2 separate regions of the Gossypium hirsutum genome follow, and region 2 is linked to region 1. A link is a contact called in public Hi-C data. All regions are on one chromosome and are shown on one strand. Each heading gives the region's core, a stretch centred on a gene start, on an enhancer-like site or on the middle of the called end of the contact. The rest is flanking DNA. Distances are from core to core; before and after follow the strand shown. Region 1 holds the start of LOC107950378 (protein CPR-5). Region 2 holds the start of LOC107950370 (cytochrome P450 78A7).

Evidence for each region. A called contact is a pair of places that touch in the nucleus more often than the background predicts.
Region 2: a Hi-C map of leaf shows a contact between it and region 1, with 1.6 times the contacts expected there. The contact joins the promoter of LOC107950370 here to the promoter of LOC107950378 in region 1. A contact is called at or near these places in 2 of 34 Hi-C or Micro-C datasets (leaf and an unstated tissue).

Annotation. Positions count from the first base shown.
Region 1 is chrD03:6,457,263-6,464,852 of Gossypium_hirsutum_v2.1, reverse strand. LOC107950378 (protein CPR-5) reads left to right here and starts at 4,989. Exons shown (of 6, transcript XR_005911117.1): 1 at 4,989-5,480; 2 at 6,268-6,324; 3 at 6,431-6,466; 4 at 6,609-7,325. LOC107950379 (nuclear transcription factor Y subunit B-3) reads left to right here and starts at 1,297. Exons shown (of 1, transcript XM_016885226.2): 1 at 1,297-2,364. The coding sequence starts at 1,529. The coding sequence ends at 2,209.
Region 2 is chrD03:6,660,266-6,667,855 of Gossypium_hirsutum_v2.1, reverse strand. LOC107950370 (cytochrome P450 78A7) reads left to right here and starts at 4,915. Exons shown (of 2, transcript XM_016885210.2): 1 at 4,915-5,993; 2 at 6,092-6,929. The coding sequence starts at 5,001. The coding sequence ends at 6,712.

The DNA of each region.
Region 1 (7,590 bases), core at 3,740-6,239:
AAACCATAATTATGATTGTTCATGAAATCACGTTTAAGAAATTATATTCGAATTTTATTTACATATTATCCTAAACAAGGATGTAGTTAAGAGGAATAGAGAATGACCTTAGCCCTCTTTAGCTAAAGGATATAATCTCTCTTTTAATCCTTTTTAAATAAAATTTTAAACTTTTCCCTGAAACTTTTAAAACATTATTTTGGCCTCTCCGATAATGAATTGCTAGCTTTGCCGCTGTTTGTAAGCTACAAGTTAGTTTGTGATGAAAAAATTGAAAGAAGAAAATGGTGGGAAAATATGAGGATGAGGAAGAGGGCCGCTAGCTTTCGTTCCATGAATGTCCAATCTATATTCAGGATTTTATTCCACGCCATTATTTGGTAGGTATATATGGAAAATGGAACCCTATGCTATATAGAGCTCACCTGAGTTAGCACGCCTCATTATTAAACTACAATAATTAAATATTTTATTTTTATGTTCGATTTGTATGAATATCATTATCAAGGTAAAAGAATATAAATTCGAGTATATCAAAGTGTATTAACTTCCTACTTATGAGTTAAAAAGTAATTTTATTATTTAAAAATAAATAAAAAAATATATTTTTTAAACAGTAAAATAAATTATGTGAACGGATTTAAGTGATTTAAACTTGGCCCGGCCCTTACTAACAGTAAACACCTGTAATGTACACTGATTCAGTCAAGCCGAATGTCATATCAGGCATGCAATTTGGTAGATTAGATTCCACTAGGCAAATTTCTGTTACAGAATTCACTAGCAAGACAACAACTTATTATTATTTGCATATTGGCCAAATATATATGTAGTATTATTATTATTTGGTCTGATATATAGAGTATTATTCTTATTATTGTTATGCCCCTTTTTCCCCCTTACTTTTGCTAGTTGGTCATGCGTTTTTCCCTTTTCCTAGGAGTGAGTTTTAAGTTTTGACTGAAAATTGCATAATCAGAATTAGAGGACTTAATGAAAAGATACACGTAGAGTAAATGAGAAGCTTCCTTGTTTATTATAATTAAAAACCCATTTAAAAAATAATTTTTTTCCTAGGTTAGATAAATTATCCAATTCATTCAACTTAACCCGAATTTATATTAAATAATTTTAAAATATTTAATTTTTTAATTTACTCTAATTTTACATTAAAGTCGATCCGATAACCCGACCCAATCCATAGATAGCTTTATTTAGGGGCTTTTCCACTTTCTAATTAAGATTCCAAAACCTATTAAGCTTTATTTTATGCCATGTTGTTTTGATCCTTCAAGTGCCTGTTTTTTTCCTTTCCTGTCTGCATCAAACCCTCCTTCAATTCCCTCTTTATATGTATATATATTGGGTTCTTTCATTGCCTTCTCTTAGCTTATAAATCTAAACTACCCTTTATTAGATTCTTCAAACAAGTTGTGTCATTTCATAAACAATTCGTTCATTCATATTATCTACTCCCGTTCTCATCTCAAAGCAATTCGTATAAGCTGTAAAAAAGAAGGCCATCTCCATGACTGGGAAAAGAAACCAAACCAGCCCCGTCGGCAGCCCTTCGTCCGGCAACATATCAGACAGTTCTTCTAAAGAACAAGACCGGTTCCTCCCCATAGCTAACGTGAGTCGGATAATGAAAAAATCCCTCCCCGCCAACGCAAAAATATCCAAAGAAGCCAAAGAGACAGTGCAAGAATGTGTGTCGGAGTTCATCAGTTTCATCACCGGCGAGGCTTCCGATAAGTGTCAGAGGGAGAAAAGGAAGACCATAAACGGGGATGATCTGTTGTGGGCAATGACGACACTGGGTTTTGAGAATTACGTGGGTCCTCTCAAGGTTTACCTCAACAAGTATAGGGAAACCGAAGGGGAGAAGAATTCCATGGCTAGGCAAGAAGACCATCACCATCACCATCACCATCAATCACCCACATCGTACGGTTTGATCAGCCACGGTGGGGCTAATGAATTCAACAATGTAAGTGCGGGTATATCGTCGTCGGCTAACGCTGCCGATCATTTCCAGGGGTATAACAGTGGTGGTGGGGGATTCTTTTCGCTAGGGTCTCACCCGCAGAGTTATGGAGAGAATTTGATGGCAGCTGCAGGTGGTTTTAACACAAGCAGGATGGGAGAAAATGGTGATGGAAATGGTAATAGAACCATGGCAGCCCATTTTCACAGGGTTGACTGGTAGTAGTTTGAAAACTCCAAAGATACAAATATATATATAATTATATATAAGTTGAAGTTAATTTTTCTTTGTTTAATTTTGATTAACTATGGAATGACTGTATTTAAAGGTTTATTAGAAGTTTTGTTAATAAAGTTAATGTTGAAATGCAGAGTTAATTAGTTGGTATAGAATCTGAGTTTTAGCTTTTCATTTTATATAAAAACGAAAGTTGGTGAGAGTTTGGAGTTAGAAAGATGAATTCTAACATGAGATTGGGATGCCCAAATGGGAAGCAGAAATTTTAGGGTCAGTAAATGGAGTTGGTTTAGGGCAGTTTGAGAAATTATTTGCCCTTCTTTTGTTAGACAAAATCTCCTCTTCTCTTTTTCTCAACTAATTTTGCTATTATCAGCTTTATTATAACATTTTCATATTTCCCTTTTAATCTATAAACAATTAAGATAATTTGAAAAATTAAATATTGAATTTAAATTATAAAATATGTTTAATAAATTATAAAAATTAAATATAATTTATACTATTAAATATTAGAAATCGGTAGGAATTAAAGGAGAGATCCTATAATTTATCTCTCCGTTTCATGTCTCAGAGTTGGTTGGAATGTAATCATCATTCAATTTTATGTTTCATAATAAAATTTATTCTAGAAATTTTATTGAATAAATTGATTACAAAATCAAAAGCAAAGGTAAAAGTGTTTAAGATTCTTTTTTTTGCCATAATAAGTAATTAAAATAATTTAATTTAAAAAAATAAAATTAGAACAATTGAATGAATTCTCTATAATAATTAGTAGACTCCTATCTAGACCAATTCATGGGTCGGGTTGAGACCAAATAAAATTCTAGACCCGTTCGATAGGCATGAGCCCGACTTGAAAAATAGACTTAATTTTTTGTCCAAACCTGATCTGGATTATAGATGCTAAACCTGGGCTCGGCCCCGTATTAATTATTTTATTTTTTATATAAATAAATTAAACTATATAATACATCAAAAACCTTAAAATAAAGTTCCCACCAAATTGAAAATAAATTTAAAAAATCTTTATCCTTAAAACTTAACAACCAAATGTCTCTAAAATAGTAACAAAAAAATCTTCCCCGAGGTTCGATTCATTTTCTAAACAGATCTTTTTTTTTATTTACCCAAACTCATTTTACAAATTTATATTTTTATCCAAACCCTCCGGAGTGACCCCAGTTATTAACAACCTATTGCATATTAACATCATCCACTCTATTAACACTCTTCCCCCACAATGGAGCTTGTACAGTGTCCTGAATATAACCCAAAATAACAACCTCATTGACTTGAAAAGATTAGCATAGCCAACAAAGCACTTGCTACCAATTCATTGTAGTTTTTTGAATACAACAATGATTAAGTACCTTTTCCCAAATTTTCTTTGAGTATTGGTACTCTAAAGAAAAGATGGTTTCTTGTTTCATTCTCCCTACAATCTCAATTTAGTGAATCAAATGCTCTCTGAATGAGCCATCAAAATGTTGTAAGTGATGAACAAAGGCACTCTGATTGAGGGGATAATGTCTAAAACAAAATTGTTTTATCATTTAAGTTGTCTTAGAAAAGTAAGAAGTAAAGCAGGTCCTGGGGTTTTATTGCTTTCTTGCTCAAACATACAAGCCTTAATCTCATCACTAGTTATTTCCCTTACCAAAATAATAATTTTTAATTATATAAATAATATATATTTCTTTTTAATTTGACATTCAAACAGTTTTGGAAAGTAATTTTTTTTATTTGATTAGAAAAACAGTTTAAATCCAAAAAATGATAGTTGGGTTTATATATATATATTATAGATTTGAACATTATTTATTAAAATAGGTTTTAGGCAAAGTTATTTTTCAAAATATTTATTTGGAAGAGTATTTCAATACTTACGAGACTCAAAGTTTAGCATTATGGGACAAGAAAAAGAATGTTAGCAAATAAGTCTGACTTTAGACTTCAACACCTATGGATGTCGAATTTCGCTTTATATATTAACTTTAATTGATGTGGAGTTCTGTTTTATATATTTTCATTTGTAGAGAAATTAAATTTTCATCTTTTTTCTATTTTGTTTTAGACGAGTGAAATTTGAAAATTTTCCAATCACATAGTATTTTAGGTGTCTTTTATGCTCATGCTTTCATCTATAACTAGAGTCAAGCTCTCAACAATTTTCTTAAACCTTTTAGGACTTTTTTCCCATTGAAGTAACAATACGAGTGAACTTATAGTTAAAGTTTTGCCTTTTATATATTTAGAGAGAAAAAAAAAGTCAAAATATTAAACTAAACTTGACACCAATAAAAGTTAAAGTCTATTTAAATAAATAAAACTATGTGTGAGTTTGGATGGGCAGTGCGCTTACCTGCAGTTGGTGTAAAAACAGCGATAGCGGTGAAATTAAATACTGTAGCGTGAGACAAAAAGTAAACTAAACGCACCGCACCACACCCAATCGCCCATCCAAACCCACCTCAACTCATTGATATTAATAAAAGTTGAGATTCATAGATGTCAGATCTTAAGTTAAACTTATCAACTTACATTTTCATATTTACGAAGAAATTTAGTAATTGAAAGATTTATACTAAAGTTGAGATAGAATATCAAAATTTTCGTAAAAAATTGGATTAAAAAAATGGTGAATGTTGAAGTCCAAAAAAGCTAATTACGAAATAAATAATAATAATTTAAGTAATTGAAGAGGCAAGGCACCGAACCGATCCTAGCTTTTAAATTGAATGACAGCAAAAATATTGGATGGATTTGTTAAAACAGCTTCTATAACACGGTTAGACGAAAATTCAAATGTTCCCACGGCGTCGTTTCAAACGCCGTTTCTCACATCTACCTTTTTGATTATGCCCAGGGCACTGTTTCTGGAAATTCCGTACGTTTTCCCCCAATGGACGCTATGCCGCCTTCTTCTTCCCCTCTTTCTCTGCAACCTAACGGATCCTCTGCGTGCGCGTCCATTATTCCGTACAAACATGATTCGAATCCAACACTCGATAATCATATTCCATCTTCGAAGCCCCTCATCAGAAAGAAGAGGAGGAAAACTGTTGACAGAGATGCACCCTCATCTTCTTCTTGCTCTGCTTATTCCTCTTCTGTTCAGAAAGGAATGCGTTTGTCGTCTAAACGCCGGAATCTTAGGGTTCGGTTCGGTCCAGTTCGGCGAGCCGACGTTCGTGACGTTGACTCCATTGCGCTGCCTCTAGGAATGTCCTTCGCGGCCGTTGTTGCTCAGGTTCGATCAAGTTTCATTCTTTTCTTTCTTTTAAATATTTTAGCCCTAATGCTAGTCAGGAAATTGTATTGTATAGGTTCTCATTTGATAGAATTGTTGATAATTCAGTTGAATTTTCTGGACATTTTTAGAATTCTGGTGGAAGTGGAAACGTAGGTTTTTTATTGGGGGGGATTTTTTAAAGTTAAATTCTCGTTTTTTATATAACAATTTGGAAAAATGGTTTTAATTTTTTTACATTGTGATTGTCTCTGCCCCCTAATATTTAAGTTTGTTGTGAATTTGGATTCGTATACGTTTAAATTTGTAACAGTTTATGCCACATTTATTATTTTGATTATGCTTAGTTTTGGCCATTTGAAGATATCTTATGATATAGTCTTTATAGATGGCTGAGGTACTGCATCACTAATGTTTGCAATTGCCTCAGGCAAAAGGGAGTGCTAGGCTGATGTATCTCATTTTTGCCTGGCACATTGAAGCTTGAGTTGCAATATAGAGCTATATCTAGGCTATTGGTAAAAGCTAAGGCAGCGCGCATTTTCTCTGTTTTGATTATAGCTTTAAAATAAGCAACCTTTGCCTTGCCTAGTTGGTTTGTTATCATGCAGTGGAGGGGTCAAGGTGGTTTAAATCCCTTCTCTGTTTTGGTCTTCATCAATTATGGCCAATTCTTTTTAAGAAAGCTACATTTTTTAAAAGGCAATTCTTGCATTTTTCTTCAGTTTGTAAAGATCTCACACTAGTTTTGCTTGATTATGGCTGACATCAATCCTTGTAAATATAGGTTCTGGAAAAGATAGATGTTGCAAATGAAAGGCTGCCTCCTGATTATCTCTCACTGGTATGGTCTGAATTCTCTAACATGATGCTCATGATGGCTGGTTTACTTTACTGAAGTTAAAAGTTTCTTGCTTGCTAAAAAAGTTGGTCAATCTTCATGCTTGCAGATCTGCACTTCAGCTGTCAGAGAATCTTTAGCCAATGTAAGCCGGATTTAAACTGCTGACTCATAGACTGACTCTGATTTTACAAGTTAAGTTTCCTCGTGCCTTTTTATGGGAATCACACCACCAATGATGCTTATAGAGAACATGCCTTTTTCTTCTATGGTTTACTTGGTTACAGGTTTTTGGAGACAAGTTTGATTGTTTTGCGAGGAATTTTGAGAAATCATTTGGAAGCACCTTGAGGACTCTTAGATTGATTAATGACTCATCGAAGCACAAGGAAAAGCATCCATCAAACCCCAATAATGTGGAAAGTTCTTCAGATGAAACTAGAAGCAGAAACTCATTTGACATAAAGGATTCTTACTCAGATGTTGATCGGCCTTCTGTTTCAACTCAGAATCAATTGAATATCCATGAAGAGGTACAGGAGAATATCCAAACTGGGTCCCTGAATCGGGAACTTGTCATTCATGGACAAGTTAATCAACTGGCTTGCTTCAATCCAAGAACAGGTTCCGTTGCCGACCAGTCAGTGCGCAGCACAATCGAGAAATCTGTTATAGAGCAAGTTCGTTCTAATGATCTCAAGACATTAGAGCTTAGTCTTACTATGAGAAAGTTGAAGTTGAAAGAGGAACAGCTAGCTTTAAACTTTGATTCAAACCATCTAGAGAGATCAAAATTGGCAATGGGCATATCAAAGGCATCCTTCAAAGCTGAAAAGTTCAAGAACGAACTAAAAGACACAGGACAGGCTGAGTTGCTTAAAAAGTGCATCGATTGTCTTGTTGCTGGATTGCTCATCATGTCATTTCTTCTTATGTATGGTGCTTATGTTTACTCTTACAAAAGGATTACTGATGCTACATCATCTTGTAATCTTTCACTTGAGGTAAGGACGATCTCTTCCTGGCTTCAGTTGATCAATTTCCTCCCTTGATTTTCTTGTGTTATAGAAGCTCAGTGTTTTCCTTTCTTTTGATTTATTTGACTATTAGGTTAGGTGCCTTTTAATATTGATTCTTGTGTTTGGTCATCTCCTTAACTAGGTTGTGGAGCCATGAAAAGTAATCCCTCAAAACACCATATGGAAGTTTCTCTTTTGGTTGCTGCTTTCTGAGTGAATTATCTAGTTGCTTACTCTGTAGCTTCATGTG
Region 2 (7,590 bases), core at 3,666-6,165, 200 kb before region 1:
AAGACTGAGTGGGTTGCGACTGTTTATGAGAAGACACCATACTAAAGTTTCTGTTTGACCTGGGAGTTGCTTGTGCTGTCGTGTGCCCACAAGAATCACTAGTTACAACCAGAGGAAGCACAGAATGTTGAGGAATACCCCGCATAGATTCAATTAGAGACTCATTGTAGAAACCATCATTAAAGGGAAACTTTGTTTTATTAAACCGAACATGTCGAGACAGAAAGATTCGACCATCCGCAGAAAGACACCTATAGCCTTTGGTGTTAGAAAGACTTCCTAGAAATACATATCTTTGAGACCAAAAATACAACTTGCACTGTTGGAAGGGCCTTAGATCAGGAAAGTAAGCACGTTCAAATACCCGTAGCAAGCCATAGTCAAGGTTTGAGCTTGTAAAGCACTTCATAGGGACTAAAGTGACACAATACTGGAGTAGGTAGCCTGTTAGTCAAGTAGACAACATGCATAAAGGCATAAAACCAAAATTTTAAAGGCATACTAGACTGTGCCAAAAGAGATAAGACCATATCAACTAGTTGCCTATGTTTTCTTTTAGCAACACCATTCTGCTCCGAGGTGTAGGGACAAGTGACCCTGTGCTGCACACCAAGTTAAGATAACTCTTTAGACAGGACACGATATTCGCCCCCATCAGTTTGTAGCATCTTAATAGAACGACCAAATTTGACTTTAACCATCTGATGAAAATTCAAAAAACACTGAGCCACTTCAGACTTGGTTTTGAGAAAATAAACCCAAGTGCATCTGCTATACATGTCGACAAACGAGACATAGTAAGAGAAACCATTTGAAGAAAAATGAGTAGGGCCCCATACATTAGATACCACAAGTTTGAAAGGGAAAGAATACACTGTATGTGAAGTGGAAAAAGGGAGCTTGTGAGCTTTGCCTAGCTGACAAGATGTACAAACTTGCTGCAGATTATTCTGTTTGAAAGAAATATTACAAGCCTTCAATACATGAGCCAGAATGGTATTACAAGGATGGCCAAGCCTGTTATGCCATAAGGAAGACGAGAAAAGCTGAGCATTGTTTAATAAACTTGAGCTAGGCTGCGAGGAGAAATTAGCAGCAGTAGGAGTAGACTGAGAGAACTGAAATCTGTACAACCCTTCATGCATGTGGCCCTCTAGTAGTGTCATCCTATCTGAATGTCCGTCACAAAACACAAAATCGGGTGAAATTCAATATCTTTAGGAAACTGACCTACAGACATCAAATTCTTGCATACTGTAGGAACATGCAAAATATTCTGAAGACGTAGGAGTTTGGCCTCAGCTAAGAGAGTGGATGAGCCTACATTAGCAATAGAAACAGACTCACCATTTCCCATAGTGACATGGTTTGTACTTGCGTAGGGAGAAGCAGCCGTGAGGTTGGACACTTCAGGGGTAATGTGATTTGTTGCACTAGAGTCAGGATACTAGATGGAATCGGGCTGTGAAGATGTGGAAGCTCGAAAAGGCAAATGACTGGAAGAATTCTGAAGAAACGAGCCACAGCAATGAGACATTGCTTGAGAAGTAAGAACCGAGGAAGGACAGCTAGAACCATGTAACTGATGACAATTTACTTGTACTGAGGTTAGACCTACAACACCAGAAAAATGCTCATCAAACCTGTGATAACTGGTCTGAAACATGTGGCCCAATTTACCACATAACTGACACTGTGGCCTAGTACGAGACCAGCCCCTTCCATTTCTACGAGACCTGCCATGAGATCAACCCCGACCTGGTCCTCTATAGACTTGCTTAGAATCCTGAGAGTAGCGAGTAGACTCAACAGATTGTTTCAAGCCAACCTCATTGTCTTGCTGTCTAGACGCCAAATTAGCTTGGCAGGGAACTTCTGTTAACAACTCTAGTTATCTTGCTTCACAATCAAGTAACATCTCAGTCAACAAATCAAGAGATAAACGAGTGGCTGAGGCAAACACCCGAATAGATTCGAACTCGATTAAAATACCAGCCAATATGACACTCACTTGTTCTTGCTTAAAGACAAAGCTACCAGCATCATTCAAATTATCACTAAGTTGTTTTACCTTGGACACATACTCTTTAACAAAAAGATTTGCTTTCTTGAGTGAGTACAGAGCATGACGCATGCTCGAGACCTTAATGGTCGATTTTGCACTAAATCTTCTTTCAATGGCAGTCCATATATCAAAACTTGTTTTGGCAGTTGTAAGATGAACTAAAATATCATCTGTAACAGTGGACAACAACCAAGAATCTAGAAACTTAACTTGCTTCCTATGGACAAGAAAAGCGGGATTTTTACGTTGCTGACCTTCAGAACCAATAACAAGAGGAGGAAGAGAGGGAATGGTACCTAACACAAACCCTTCAAGACCATAGCCTTCAAGAATCAACAAAAGCTGATGCTTCCATAAAAGAAAATTGTGTGAAGCAAGTTTGATGGTATCATATTTAGAGAAGTAGTGAACTGCTGGTGCACAAAAGGTGTCATTTCCTTGCAAATGCTCAGCCTCCCTAGTGTTAGAGGAGTGACGTGGTGTGTCAACTGCTGGTACACTGTCTGAAATCGCATTAGTAGCCATGAAAAAAAACTTTTACACCAAGAAAACCTTGGCTCTTGATACCATGCTAAGATTCAACAATCTCAAGAAAAGAGAATAATACTTGATTGATTTCTTCACAAACTAGTTACATGTATTTAATACAAAGATGAGAAGTCCTTGATAACTACCGTTACTAACAGCTTTATAACTAATCATAACTAACAATAACTAATAACTGAAACTGTATTTACTCCTAATATGCCGCAGTAAAAGGGTTTTATAAAAGAAATTTAAGAAAAAGGTTTAGATTCTCGTAGGGCGAATGAATGACTAAGGTAGAAAAGCAAGAATATTATAAGGGGAAGCAAGCTCAAGGCTTCGCTAAGGTAGAAAAATTCTGGAATTTTGAATAGTTGGCTTAAGAATCTTTCAGTTGAAAGAGAAAAAAGTAACAACAATCGTGAAAAAAGAAACAATTATTCTTGTAACGTGTTATAAAAATAAAGAGAAAGAACAAAAAAAAAGTGTAAAAGAAATATAGTATTTTATTAATCAAAATAGGGAATTATTATGATACTTATCTAAAATTTATTTTCATAGATATAATGAGTACAAATGAAATGAAACTCTACGTTTAATGAACATGAGAGTCCTAAAATATATCAAACTTATTTTGATTTTGATGGCATCCACTTGATAACACATTGTGAAATTTTAAGACATACATATGTCAAAAAAATAGACCCTCCACGTATTTGTTTGTTTTTTTTTTAGAAGCTTTGATTTTAAACATTATATATAACATTCATTTAACAAAAGTTTTCTATAGAATCATTTATCAAGTTGATAAAAAAGAGTAAAATTATTTTTATTTAGACATTATATATCAAGGTTTGAGTCCTTAATCATCTATTTACTTCTCCAAATTTACAAGAATAAAAACTAATATATTAATTAAAATTATTGGTAATTAAAAAATTTACTACTACCATATTCTATTCAAATGAAAATTAGGTCAGAACAAGTGCTAATTCAACATTTTATTTATGCTAGTACATGTACTTATTCAACACTTCATTTTGATACAAAGGAGAGAGGTCCTAAAACTAATGAAGATAGAACGGTTGTTTAGATTGGAGCACTGATATGTTAGTTATAAAATCTTGAGTTAATAGATTTAAATTTTAATTGTTTTTTAAGATAACTATATCATCTTTAATTTATAATAATAAAAAATATTATGTTAATTAAAATGATTGATAATTAAAAATAATACTATTATCATATTTTATTTAAAAAAATTAGCTTAATACATGCACTAGTTATGCTAGTACATGTACTTATTCAACATTTTATTTTTGTTTCGACCACTGATATGTTAGTTACAAAATCTTGAGTTAATAGAGCCAATTATATTATCTTTTAATTATTAACTAGTGTCCAGCTTTATGTTTAGGATTAGTCTATAATAGTAACAGTTTATGTGCAAAGTATGGGGCAAAATTTTACATTACAAAGACGATAAAAATATAATTTTTTTGATTAATCATGAAATGTGGTGTGGTGATTTACCTCATTCCTAAATTATAAGGTTGAGAGTTCGATTTTTACCGAATGAAGCATATTTCATAACCAATCATTTATCTCTTTGAAGAGCACTTGTGACGAATATATTAATCACTAAAATAATAGTGAACATTTTGATTTCGAAAAAAAAAACTTATATGCAAAGAAATTAATCACTACCGACAACGTAGAACTTGAGTTTGACTAAAAAAATACAACTTGTGGTTTTAGCATTGCAGTTAATAACCGGGAGCGCATTCAATATAATGTGTTTGAGCCATCTCATTCTCCACTGATGCATGTTAAAGGCTGCGGCCGGGACTGCATATATTGTAAAGCTTAGGCATTAAATTCAAACCGTCACAGCTCTCAATGCGTTATATTACTCGAACGCTTGAACGGCCTTAAGCGTTATTTCCCTTTCAGTTCATTGGGTCGCCGTTTTCAACCTCAGGGGGGGGCGGGGTCTCTCATTTATTGCTCTCCTTTCCCTCGGGTCTCACAGTCTCAATCATTGCTTTCTACTAAAGTCTATAGTATAGTATGCGCGCCCACCGTTAAACATGTATCAGATATGGTCATAACGTCCCTTCCTCAACCCCCTCCACACAATTCGTTCTCAGATTTCCAACCCTTCTCTCTCTCATGCAACAGAGCTCTTCGTTTTCCTCTCTCCACGTGAAACTCTCCCCCTTCCTTCCTCTCCTTTCGTTATGTCACATCCATTTTTTTAACGCTTTCTACATAATAATATTATATTAACATATTTAAATAATCACCAAACATATTTCTATATTATATATAGTATCCACCCCTTTCTTTCTTTTTCTACTCTGCATAAAGTTAAGCATCTTACTTCCTTTTTTTTAGTCTTTGTTCTTTAATGGAGTTGGGTTCGGTTTCAAAAGATACAAGCTGGTGGGTTTACACTCTTCCAGCTTTCTTTGGATCCAAAAATTTGTTCGATGGGTATGTTTTGTTTTCCCTCTTTATGGCATTTCTTTCCATTGCCCTTTTTTCTTGGGCATTTGCTGTTGGTGGGATTGCATGGAAAAATGGAAGGAACCGAAATGGTACCCTTCCTATTCCTGGTCCTAGGGGTTTCCCTGTTTTTGGTAGCCTCTTTACTTTGAGTCGTGGTTTGGCTCACCGTTCGCTTGCCGCCATGGCTTGGTCCAGGGCCAATACTCAGCTCATGGCTTTTAGCCTAGGTTCCACCCCAGTGGTCGTAGCTTCTGATCCCCACACGGCTCGAGAAATCTTAACTTCCCCTCACTTTGCTGACCGACCCATTAAGCAGTCCGCTAAAAGCCTCATGTTCAGTCGAGCCATAGGGTTCGCTCCCAACGGAACCCATTGGAGGCTTTTGAGAAGGATAGCTTCCTCCCACCTTTTTGCACCCAAGCGCATTTTAGCACACGAACCCGGTCGCCAGCTTGACTGTACTGTCATGCTGCGCAACATTGCGAACGAACAGAAGCTTCATGGCTCTGTTTGCTTAAGAAAACACCTCCAGTTTGCTGCTTTGAACAATATCATGGGGAGTGTTTTTGGCAGAAGATATGACCAGAGAAAAGACAGTGAAGAACTAGAAGAGCTTAGGGATATGGTAAGAGAAGGGTTTGAACTACTTGGGGCTTTTAATTGGTCTGATTATTTGCCATGGCTGAGTTACTTTTATGATCCCTTTCGTATCAATCAACGTTGCTTGCAACTCGTTCCCCGAGTTAGGAAACTCGTCAAAGGCATCATTGAACAACACCGACAACTCAGTAAGTCCAAAATGCTGTCTGATAATGCTGATTTTGTAGATGTTTTGCTCTCTCTTGACGGTGAAGAAAAACTCCAAGAAGATGACATGGTTGCTGTTTTATGGGTTAGTAAATAGTAACAACATAGTAGTATTTTAATTTTTATGTGATCATTATTATTTGCATGTTCAAATACTGAGTTAAGTCGGAGAATTTTGGTTAGGAAATGATATTCAGAGGAACTGATACGACTGCTTTGTTAACGGAGTGGGTCATGGCTGAGTTGGTATTGCACCCGGAAGTACAAGCCAAGCTGCAACTTGAAATTGACAGTGCTACGAGGAACAAAACCCTCACCGACGCTGACGTGGCGAAATTACCTTACCTTCAGGCGGTGGTCAAAGAAACCCTACGGATCCATCCCCCAGGGCCATTGCTTTCTTGGGCTAGGCTGTCCACGTCGGACGTCCAGCTCAGCAACGGGATGCTGGTTCCCGCCAACACAACCGCCATGGTGAACATGTGGGCCATAACCCATGACCCCAAAGTGTGGAAAGACCCGGTCGAGTTCAAGCCGGAGAGGTTCCTGGAAGCTGAGGTGGACGTAAGAGGCGGTGACTTGAGGCTCGCACCCTTTGGGGCTGGGCGCAGGGTTTGCCCTGGGAAGAACCTTGGGCTGGTGACGGTCCAACTGTGGGTAGCCAAGCTGATGCAAGGTTTCAAGTGGGTTCAAGATTCGGTGGCTCACCCGGTCGATTTGAGTGAGGTCCTGAAGCTGTCATGTGAGATGAAGTTCCCATTGCATGCTATTGCTGTGGAAAGAGAGGATACCCTTTTGCCTTAGCCTAGGGTTTTAGTTTTCTAGGGTTTAACTGTTATCATCGTTCTTGGTTTTATTTAGTGTGTTCTTTTTTGTTTTTGTTTTTTTGAGATTTTCTATGTGAAACTGTATATTTAGTATAGTGGGTAAACGAATTTCCTGCAGGTATTTGATATTTAGGCTTTGGGATTGGAATGAGTTTTCGTGGGCTCCTAAATTATAATTTGATGTTTTGCTTGCATTCTCTATTTATTATTTATTCAAGGTTGTGTCTTACTGGGTACATATTAACAACAGCAAAGTTTTTGGGTGTCTACATCACTGGTTTTTTGTGAAAAGAATATGGTATGAATTATGATTAAGTGATAGAAATGAATTTATGTTCTTGAGGAGTTCTCTAAATAAGTATTCTATAAAGTACGACTAAAAGTAAAAGAAATTAAGTTCATATATCAAGTTAAAAATTTTCTTCCTGCTGATATACATAAATTTAATAGTTCATATGTTACGTACAAATGGTGACCCCAAAAATAAAGAATGGTTAGGTAACAGTCCGCGATTCCAATAACCGACAAATCTAATCAAACAAGTACAAAATTATTCAAATTAAGGTTTAATATCTGGAGATTATATTGTATTGTATTAGGATAGAATTTTGTAGAAAAGTTGATACAAATATTCAACAAGGGAGGAGATAAGAAAGAGAACATGATAGTGTTAAGGAGGCCAGTTCACCTAAACAGGCGGAGCTTTGAAAAAGTAAGGATGTAAGGTAAATTACTGAGGATATTGCTTAGGGTTATTGATGGGGAAAAAGATCTCTTCTTTATTGTTCCTTGTACCCTATATATATAGGGGAAGGGTCTCTTTCCCAATAGTGTCATGTCACTAACAAACTCGGA